2 separate regions of the Mus musculus genome follow, and region 1 is linked to region 2. The links are chromatin contacts, called in public promoter capture Hi-C maps. All regions are on one chromosome and are shown on one strand. Each heading gives the region's core, a stretch centred on a gene start, on an enhancer-like site or on the middle of the called end of the contact. The rest is flanking DNA. Distances are from core to core; before and after follow the strand shown. Region 1 holds the start of Kcmf1 (potassium channel modulatory factor 1). Region 2 holds the start of Tmem150a (transmembrane protein 150A).

Evidence for each region. Promoter capture Hi-C pulls out the DNA fragments that hold promoters and counts their contacts.
Region 1: a contact with region 2 is called in a promoter capture Hi-C map of pre-B cells, with 4 times the contacts expected there. The contact joins the promoter of Kcmf1 here to the promoter of Tmem150a in region 2. A contact is called at or near these places in 5 of 39 promoter capture datasets (cranial neural crest, liver, pre-B cells and 1 more) and 2 of 115 datasets of contacts at active chromatin or transcription factors (embryonic stem cells and pancreatic cancer cells).

Annotation. Positions count from the first base shown.
Region 1 is chr6:72,897,052-72,901,257 of GRCm38.p6, reverse strand. It overlaps Kcmf1 (potassium channel modulatory factor 1), which reads left to right and starts at 1,279. Exons shown (of 7, transcript NM_019715.2): 1 at 1,279-1,644. The coding sequence starts at 1,629.
Region 2 is chr6:72,352,562-72,356,823 of GRCm38.p6, reverse strand. It overlaps Tmem150a (transmembrane protein 150A), which reads right to left and starts at 1,341. Exons shown (of 8, transcript NM_144916.3): 1 at 1,280-1,341; 2 at 512-693; 3 at 55-102. The coding sequence starts at 576. It overlaps 0610030E20Rik (RIKEN cDNA 0610030E20 gene), which reads right to left. Exons shown (of 4, transcript NM_026696.1): 4 at 3,662-4,262.

The DNA.
Region 1 (4,206 bases), core at 30-2,529, 540 kb before region 2:
CGAAACAGAAATATTTGTTATCTAGTCCTCATTTAAACCCAAATTAGGTGGGGGTGTGGTGGAAGATGCCTTTCGTTCCAGCCCCTGGGAGATGGGAAGGTCAGAATCAGCTACTTGAGCAATTCAAGGACTGCCTCGGGCTATCTGAGGTCATGCCTCAAAACCACCCCCAATTTAATTACAGCTAGTTTCTTGGGTAGACAGGGATGACCTACTATGTAGTCTCTCGGATTAAGCCTTTTAGTATTTTCAAAACCAGACATATCTTAAATCATATTCAATAAAATATTGTAACAAATAGGGTCCTTCCTTTGCTACTCTACACGTCGAATCTTGGTACTGTATCTCTCCTGCATCTATTGATATGCTTGCCCTTTTTGAAAGTCACAGAAGCTAAGGCAACCAACGCTTTGTCCAGGTCCCACAGTCGGTGGAGGGTGGGCAAATTAGGAAAATCGCCAAAGCAAGCAGTACCTTGGACCCTAGTTTCAGTAAACTTAGCTGGGAACTTTGTCCAATCTCGAGACTACCAAGGCAAAATTAACCACCCAAAGCGAACCAATTTAGAGCGAAGGCTCAGCAAGGTTAAGTCACTTGTTCAAGGTTACACCGAGCATATCAGAACCAGAATCCCAGGGCTGAACACGTCTTAACTCCAGGGCGCGATCTGTTCTACCTGCGCCACGCCACCACTGACACGTGGTCAGGGGTAGTCTCAAGTGTTTGTCGAGTTAGCAATGCCTGAAGAGAAAGTAGCCTGTAAGGAGCCTGGGTGGAGGGAAAGACCTGCACACACAGCCGGAAGCAAAGTACCCCCGAAGCCCACCAAGTTTTTCCCGCAGCGCATTCGAGCGGGCGGCCGAGCCGGCTCGCTAGGCCTCGGCCTCCCCCTGGGTCTGGGGACCCGCGAGCCCCGGAGGCCCGACTGCCATTCCCTTCTGGGTCCCCGGCTTTCAAAGCAGCACACAAACACACACACGTCCCCGGGACGTCTGCGATGGCCCGGCCGCCGCGCGCCCAGGCGCTGGGGAGCCACGTCGGGGGCGTTTCGCGTCCTCGTCCTCCCCACGCGCAGCGTGGCGGGCCGCGGCTGGGCTCGGGTGCCTGCGGGACCGCGGCAGGACCGCCGCCAAGCACGGTCGCCCGCCGGCCGCGGGGCCTCAGGGCGGCGAGAGGCGGGGCGGGCGTGCGGGCGGAAGGAGGCGGAAGAGGAGGAAGAGGAGGAGGAGGAGGCGGCGGCCGGAGCCGGGAGACGGACGGGCGGGGGGCGGGCCGGGGGAGGGGACGAGCGGGATTTGCGGACGCCGCGCCGCTGCCGGGAGCCGGCGGGGGCCCGAGAGTGACCGAGTCACGGCGGGCGCCGGCGGAGCCGCGGCCGCGTCGGACCCGCCTCCTGGAGGAGCTCAGCCCCGGCCAGGCCCGGCCCCATTCCCGCCCCGCGCCGCCTCCCCGCCGCCGCCGCCGCCGCCGCCGCGGGAGCGCTCCCCTGCCCACCCCGCCCCCGCGGCCGAGCCCGGGAGTCGAGTGGGAGTCGGCCGGCCGGGCGCGGGCAGCGCCGGGAGCCCGCGGTGGGGGCACACTGCAGCCGGGAGCCCGGGAGGGGCCGCGCCGCCAGCGTCTGAACTAGGATGTCCCGACATGAAGGTGAGAGCCGAGCCCCCGCCCCCACCGCTTGGGCCTCGGCCTACCCCGCCCGAAGTCCGGGCGCCGCCGAGGGCAGCGGGGCACCGGCGGGGACGCGGGCCGGGCCCGAGTCGCGGGGCTGGGGAACCCGAGGCCACCGCGGCCCGAAGAGCGAGCGGGAGCGGCGGCCGCAACCGTGGCTTGCGGCCGCGGCCCTGAGCTGGGCCTGGAGCCGGAGGCGGGGCGGCCGGGCGGCCGGAGGCTTTGCACTGTCATGGGGCGGGAGAGGGGGAGGGGAAGCGGCGGGGCCCGTTACCGGCGGGAGCCTGGCCCTCGGGACACATACCGGACGCCGAGGCCCGGCCGGCCCGCCCGGGGGAACCGCGGGGCCCCGGCGCGGCCTAGCTGCGGCGGCTCCCGGAAGAGCCGGGCGCCGTGGCCGAGCCGGGTCTCGGGCGTGCGGCCGCGACAAGGGGGAGCGGGGTCCGGGCCCCGCGGGCGCGTCCGGTCTCTGGGAGACCGCGGGCGAGCGACGGCCCCGCCTGAGGGCCGCGGCCGTGCGGGCGGGAAGACGCCGCGGCTCGGGCTCGGGCAGCCCTCTGTGACTGGAGCTCGCCCGGCCTCGCGGTAGGCCTCTGCGCGTCCCTGGGCTCGGGTAAGCCAAGTTCCCGGGGCGGATCCAGCCCGGCCGCGGTGAGCAAACTCCCTGCTCCGTCACCTCGCCGGAGCGGAACTTGCTCCCGGCCGGTCCCGGGCCCTCACCCGCGTGCGCTGCCCACCGAAGCAGGCTTCCAGTCGGGGGGCGTTTGGACTTCCGCGGTGCCCTGTGGAAACACGCTGGGGTTCTGTGGTTAAGAATCAGACCACTCGCGTCCCAGCCCCACGGCACAAAGGCACAAGTGTTTTCAGGCCGATGGATGGGCGATGAACTGGCGAAAAAATAAGTTAACTTGAATTTACTACCATATGGTTTAGGAAGGGGGGAGGGGGCTATGTTCTCTTTGTTTCACTACAGCAGGTTTTACCTTTAAAAGTAGTCACCGACTTAGTGAAAAGTTTATTTCGGTACGGTTAATGGAAGATTGTATAAGTGACCTGAAAATAATTGAGTCCCTAAGATTTTCCAAATCCTGTATAGGTGTTTTGGAAGTGAAGAAAGTTTGAGGAGGCAGTTTATCGCCGAGGGAAGGGCATTCTTAGGGAAGTACAGACCTTGGCTTTTCTAAGGTGACAAACTCAGATCAATTAACATACATTTAGTGAAAGTTTCGGAATTTGCATTTCTAAAGGCAAGATTGTGATTGACTCTGATCATTTTATGTTTGGAGAGTTTTTATTTAAAAAAAAAAACCTAATGATAGGGAAGAGCATGGGGCATTTTTGATTACTAACTGTTAATGTGTTGGTCACTTTGAAATAAATAGCAGGGTACTTAATTTAGCCTCAGTCAGATGAAAAGAAATATTTGGGAACTCACCTGCTAAACCGTTTTATAAGCTTAATGGGAGTGTGTTCCTTATCACCGCACTTGAAAAAAGTCTTCATTAAGGTTGTAGTCAAATTCCATTTGGAGATGGTGAGGTTAATTTTAGATGGCATCAGTTGGTGTATTGACCACCTTCAAGACAAAGTGAAAGTGAGCATGAAGTTCAGGCTCCAACTCAGGAACCAGATTAAAATAACAGAATAGCAATCGCCTTAAAGAAGCAGACGGAATAGTCTTAATGAGCAGTAGCCTGGAAAAAGTACCCTCAGATGGTGTGTTTGAGTAATTAAAATGGCTTAGGTAGGTATAGCATCCTTCAATAAAATATTGTGTGATCTAAGCTCATCATCATTCCCTCTTTAGTCTTGGAAAGGGTACCTTTTAATTACTTGACATCTTGAAACTTTCCAACACCTTTCTTGGCAATTTAATGCCAGATGTTTCCTAAATGGATGTGTTGAAGGTATTGAGCAATGTTTGACAGGTGATTTTATATTTACATAATACATTAATTAAATTTACTATTTTCTTTCTTTATTTTGACACTGTCTCACTAAGTAGCCCTGGCTGGCCTGGAACTCAAGAGTCCTGCCTGCCTGTGCCTCCCCAAACTGTGACAACAGGGGTGTGCTCTCAGACCTTGAACAGGGTTAGAAAGTTTAAGAGTCTAGGTTTTGGCCTAAGTCAAAAGTTTCAGTAATCACATCTGTTCATGAGATTTGTCAATATTTTGCAGTATATTATTTCAGGCAGTAATTATTTTCATCAGGAGGGATTTGACAATCCCAGATTTTCTGCTTACCTTTCTCTTTGGGCCAGCTAATCCTGTTTACTTCATCTTTGCTTTTGACACAGGATCATGGTGCCCATTCCTGGCTGGTCTGATCTCACTGCACAGGAGAGACTGGCTTCACACTTTCAGCCCTCCCCCAACCCCCCACCCCCCCCCCCCCCCATGTATCCAGTCTTCCTGTATCTGCTTCCCTCCTGAGCCTCTCCTAGCACAACACTTTTTAGTGGTCTGGTTTTTTAGCTCTTTTAATCATCTATCCTCCACATTCTCTGCAGTTGTTTTCCTCGGGAGTCTGACCCAGAAC
Region 2 (4,262 bases), core at 92-2,591:
GGGACAGAGATGAAGGGAGCTTTAGAGTGAGGCCATCTGTAGAGTGCTCCATACCAGTTCTCCACTGGGCACACGTGGCGGTTCATCACGGCCATGGCATACCTGTGGGAGCACAACTGTCACCCTGTCCTCATGGCTCTTCAGACCCCACCACCACCTCCTGGCTCTTTGACTTTTGACCTCATTCAGCCTCAATGCCCTGGCTGGGAATTTATTTGGTGGGGTGAAGAGGGAGGTAGTTACTGATGCTGGAGCAGACCCTGCACAATTGCCTCCACTAGAGAGCCTCTGGAAGTTGCCCTGTCTACAAGTGTATGTCAGAGCTGTCCTGCTGGACCGCAGTGGTGCCAGCTTGTCCCAAGAGGCTGTGTGCCCAGGAATCAGGCCAAGCTTTGGAGACAGAAAGAGTGACCCTGGGTACCATTCTGGAGCCTGCAAACGGGACAAGGGACTTTGTGTGTGTGCCATCAAGTTTCTATTAGACCCCCCCCTCCACACCCCTCTTACTCACACAGTCCATATGCCGGTGATGGAGAAGGCTGACAGGCTGACAGGAAGGAGGATCCAGGCGGTCATGAGGGAGTGGAGCCAGGGTGGTGGTAGTTTGGGGGTAAGGACAACAGGTAGGTGGGGAAAAGGGGGCAGGCCCAGCTACTTTGAGATATTTCGGTCACAATCATCAGCTGCCCTGGCCTGGTTGGGGAGAGAGATCAAGGTCCAGGGTCTGGTGACTGACCAGGGCGGGCGGGGGGGGGGGGTTGGGAGGGGGATGGGGATGGTGGGCAACACTTCATCCAGAGCTCTCCTTGGGCGTTTGATTGTCCAGACTTTGGGATGAGCCCCGGCAGGAACGTGGCACCCTCTGGCTTATCCATCTGGGGCCTCCGCGGTCTACCCAAATGCCACGGGCGCGCTGAGAGACTCGGGCAGGGCTGTAACATCTGGAAAGAGAGCCACGCTCCCCGGCCTGAGGGACGTCGGCTTGGTGAAGGCTGGAGCTAGGACAATCAAGGGGATCATGCCAAGGAAAGCCTGGGAGGGTGCGCCGGGCCGAGAGAGCGGCTCTGAGTCGTTGCCGGGCGGGCAAACCACCTGACCACCGCGCCCCGGCAAAGGGGCGGGTTCTCGAGGGAAGCTTGACCGGGTCCAGTTCGCGTGGGTACGGGGACCCCAATTTAGGTAGGAGTGTGCAGCCAGCGACAATACCCCCTCCCTCCAGAGCCCTGCTCCCCAAGGCGATCCCTCGGAGGCCGCGGGAGAAAAGGAATCCGGTACGCACCTCCCCGGAGCTCCCCGCCGCCGCTGCCGCCTCTCCCTGCTCGGCCCCCTCGTGGCCGCGTCTCCAGCTGCGGCCCTCGGAGCAGCCCTGAAAGGTTTAAAGGGCCGAACGGCCCCGCCCCTGGCGGCCCCAGGCCCGCCGCGCCGCCCGCCGGGACGTGGAGTCCGCGCAGCCCGGGCCCGGGTGCCAGAGCCCCGCCCGAGACTACAACTCCCGAGCCCCCGCGGCAATGTCACGGGGGAAACATGGGCGGTGCCCCAAGTCTAAGGGACCTGGGCGCCCGAGGCTATGACCCGGACACCTCTGACACTTAAGATCTAGAGGGCAGTTGTCATTCCTGCGGAGGGAGTGCGGGCGGGCTAGCCCGGCAGCTCTGCCTGTGCATGTCGCCTGTGGCTGTCATCGTGCACGTGGCTTGAAGAAGCTTTCCACTGTCTCAGTGGACTATATGACTTTGGGGGAAGCTCCTTCAACTCTCTCAGTGTGGCGCCCCAAGCCTGCCACTGTCTGAACAGGCATGAGGCTGGTGGGTGAGAAGCCAAGCACCGAGCCTAGGCTTGGCTTGGGAAACCCAAAGCTGGCTGGGTTCTGCTACCCAACTCTGTACCCTCCGGCCCGTCCCTTTTAGCAAACTCTGGAAAGGGCTGGCTTTGATTTTATTTTGGGGACACACGAGAACTGGCCATAAGTCACGGTGTCCAAGATGTTTCCTGACTCAACAACACTTACTTAAAATATGGTATAGGGTCCTAAAGGATATCCATTCTAAATACATGCAGGTGCCTGTGTAGGGCGGATAAAGATTAAAGCAGCCAGGTGTTCATTAGCAGAGGGAAGGTGAGGGACTCAAGTGGAATCTAGGAAGAGAAAACAGGACTATGTGGGGATAAGTTATTTATTAGTCTCTCCTTAATGGAAAGAGTGTGCTCCCTGGATATTCTTTTCTTGATGGAAAGGGCATGGCTACTTCTGCTTACATAGGACAATTGTTCCTGGTTCTCCCTATAAGCAGTGGGACCCCCATGAGACAGCGAATCATTATCCCAAGGGGATATGATCCCAGGCTGGTAAGAGTGGGAGATAGCCACCCCTAGTGAAACCAGGGCTAGCTGCACAAAGTCCTGTGCTGAAACAAAACAGAGCCAAACAAGTGGTGAACTGGACCTTTAAGAGGAGAAACCTTTTGGGGGATCCAAATGGAGGGCAGGAATGGTACAGAAACTACTAATGGCCTTTTCTCGCCTACCATCAGAACTTTAGTGAAAACAGGGCCAAGAAATATGGCTGTGCAATGATCACTGGACAAGACTAGCTGGCTGAATTGACAGGGGTGGAGGTGGGTATAAAATCCAGGCCAGCTTCTGACCTTTGGGACAAAGGTGACTCTCTCAGTAACAGAACATCTTCCTGTCCCACTACATTACAACTAACCAGGTACCTTTTTCTCTTTTATGTGAGGCTGTGAACCATCATTGAAAGCTATCTTGGGGTGCAGGGGGATTAGTGTCCTATTATATAATTCAGATTAACCTCATACTAATGATCCTTCTGACTTTAGCCTCCAGAGTGCTAGGATTACAGGCAACACGCCTGGTTAGCTTGTTTTCTTCCCCTCAAGAGAGGGAATATATAGTCCTGCGGTTAGAATACCAAGTGCTTTTTAACAGCGGAGCCATTTCTCTAGGCACACACGTGCGCGAGCATACATACACACACACACACACACACACACACACACACACACACACACACACACGAATGAGACAAGGTCTCACTACATACCTCAGGCTGGATTTGCCTGGCTCCCCAGTGCTGGGATTAAAAGTGTGCTCCACCAAGCTCAGCTTAGTCTTTTGATTCTCATCCTGCCTCTGCCTTGGTACTGCCATTATAGGCCTATATAGGTACACCGTTTCACTTTGTGGTTCCTAACTTATTGATTGTATCCTACTGAGCTGGGTTTGTCTCTCTGTTTCACCTTTAGGGGAAGGTCTTGGAAGATTGTTCACGAGCTCTACTGATTCTCCTGACTTGTTAGGTGTTAGAATTCCCGGGCGGTGGTGTTGCAGGCACTTTTAGGTTTAATATGCCAACCTGAATAATCCCTAAAACAACTCTCTTAAGATGAAGGTCTAATGAAGCCCAGGCTTTAAGGACACCTGAAAGAGGAAGCTGCCTAAGAGGACAAAAGTGAGACCAGATGTCTTTCAAAGTTTCAACTCTTAGGTTACATGAGTCTAGCCGTTACACTCCAACCAGAACAGCTCTTAAAATAATCAGCACAGCAAGAGGAGAGATTTCCAGTGCTGACTGGGTAGCAGAGTAACTTTAGGGCAGGCACTTAATCTCCCTTCCCCCCAAGTACACAAGTGATTTCACAACTTTTGGCAAAAAAATGCTGTAAAAATAGTTTATTGGTTTAAAAAGTACCGTCCATGATTTTCAAACAGTTTGCATAATTCATTTTTTTATACAGAAACACTGGAAATGAGAAAAAGAATGTATGGCTTTTTCTGCATTTAGCACCATGACATAGCCAGGACACGCTGATGCTTGCTGTGTAGCTTAGGCTACTCTCAAACATACAGTGATCCTCCTATCTCTGTCTCTTGAGCTGTTCACCACCATTCCCAACCTCTTGTTCTGTTTGCTCTGGGAAAGGAGGAACCCCTAACTAGGAAGGCTTTCACTTCTAGCAGTACTCTAACACCAAGGAAATTTGGGCTGGATGCCAACAGCTCCTCAGGAATTCAAAAGAGTTAAGGTTTCAAATAACTGTCAACATTCCATATGCAATTTCTTCAAAAGGCTCAGAGGTAGGAAAGTCGAATGCTCATTATACAAAGGTCTCATTTAAATTCGAGTTATCTGGGAAGCACCACCCTGACACAGGTCTTGTCAAACACACAGCAGGCTAGATACTCACCACCCAAAGAGCTTCCCACCTGTCTGGGCTGCTCTCTAGTTAGCAATGCACCCCAGA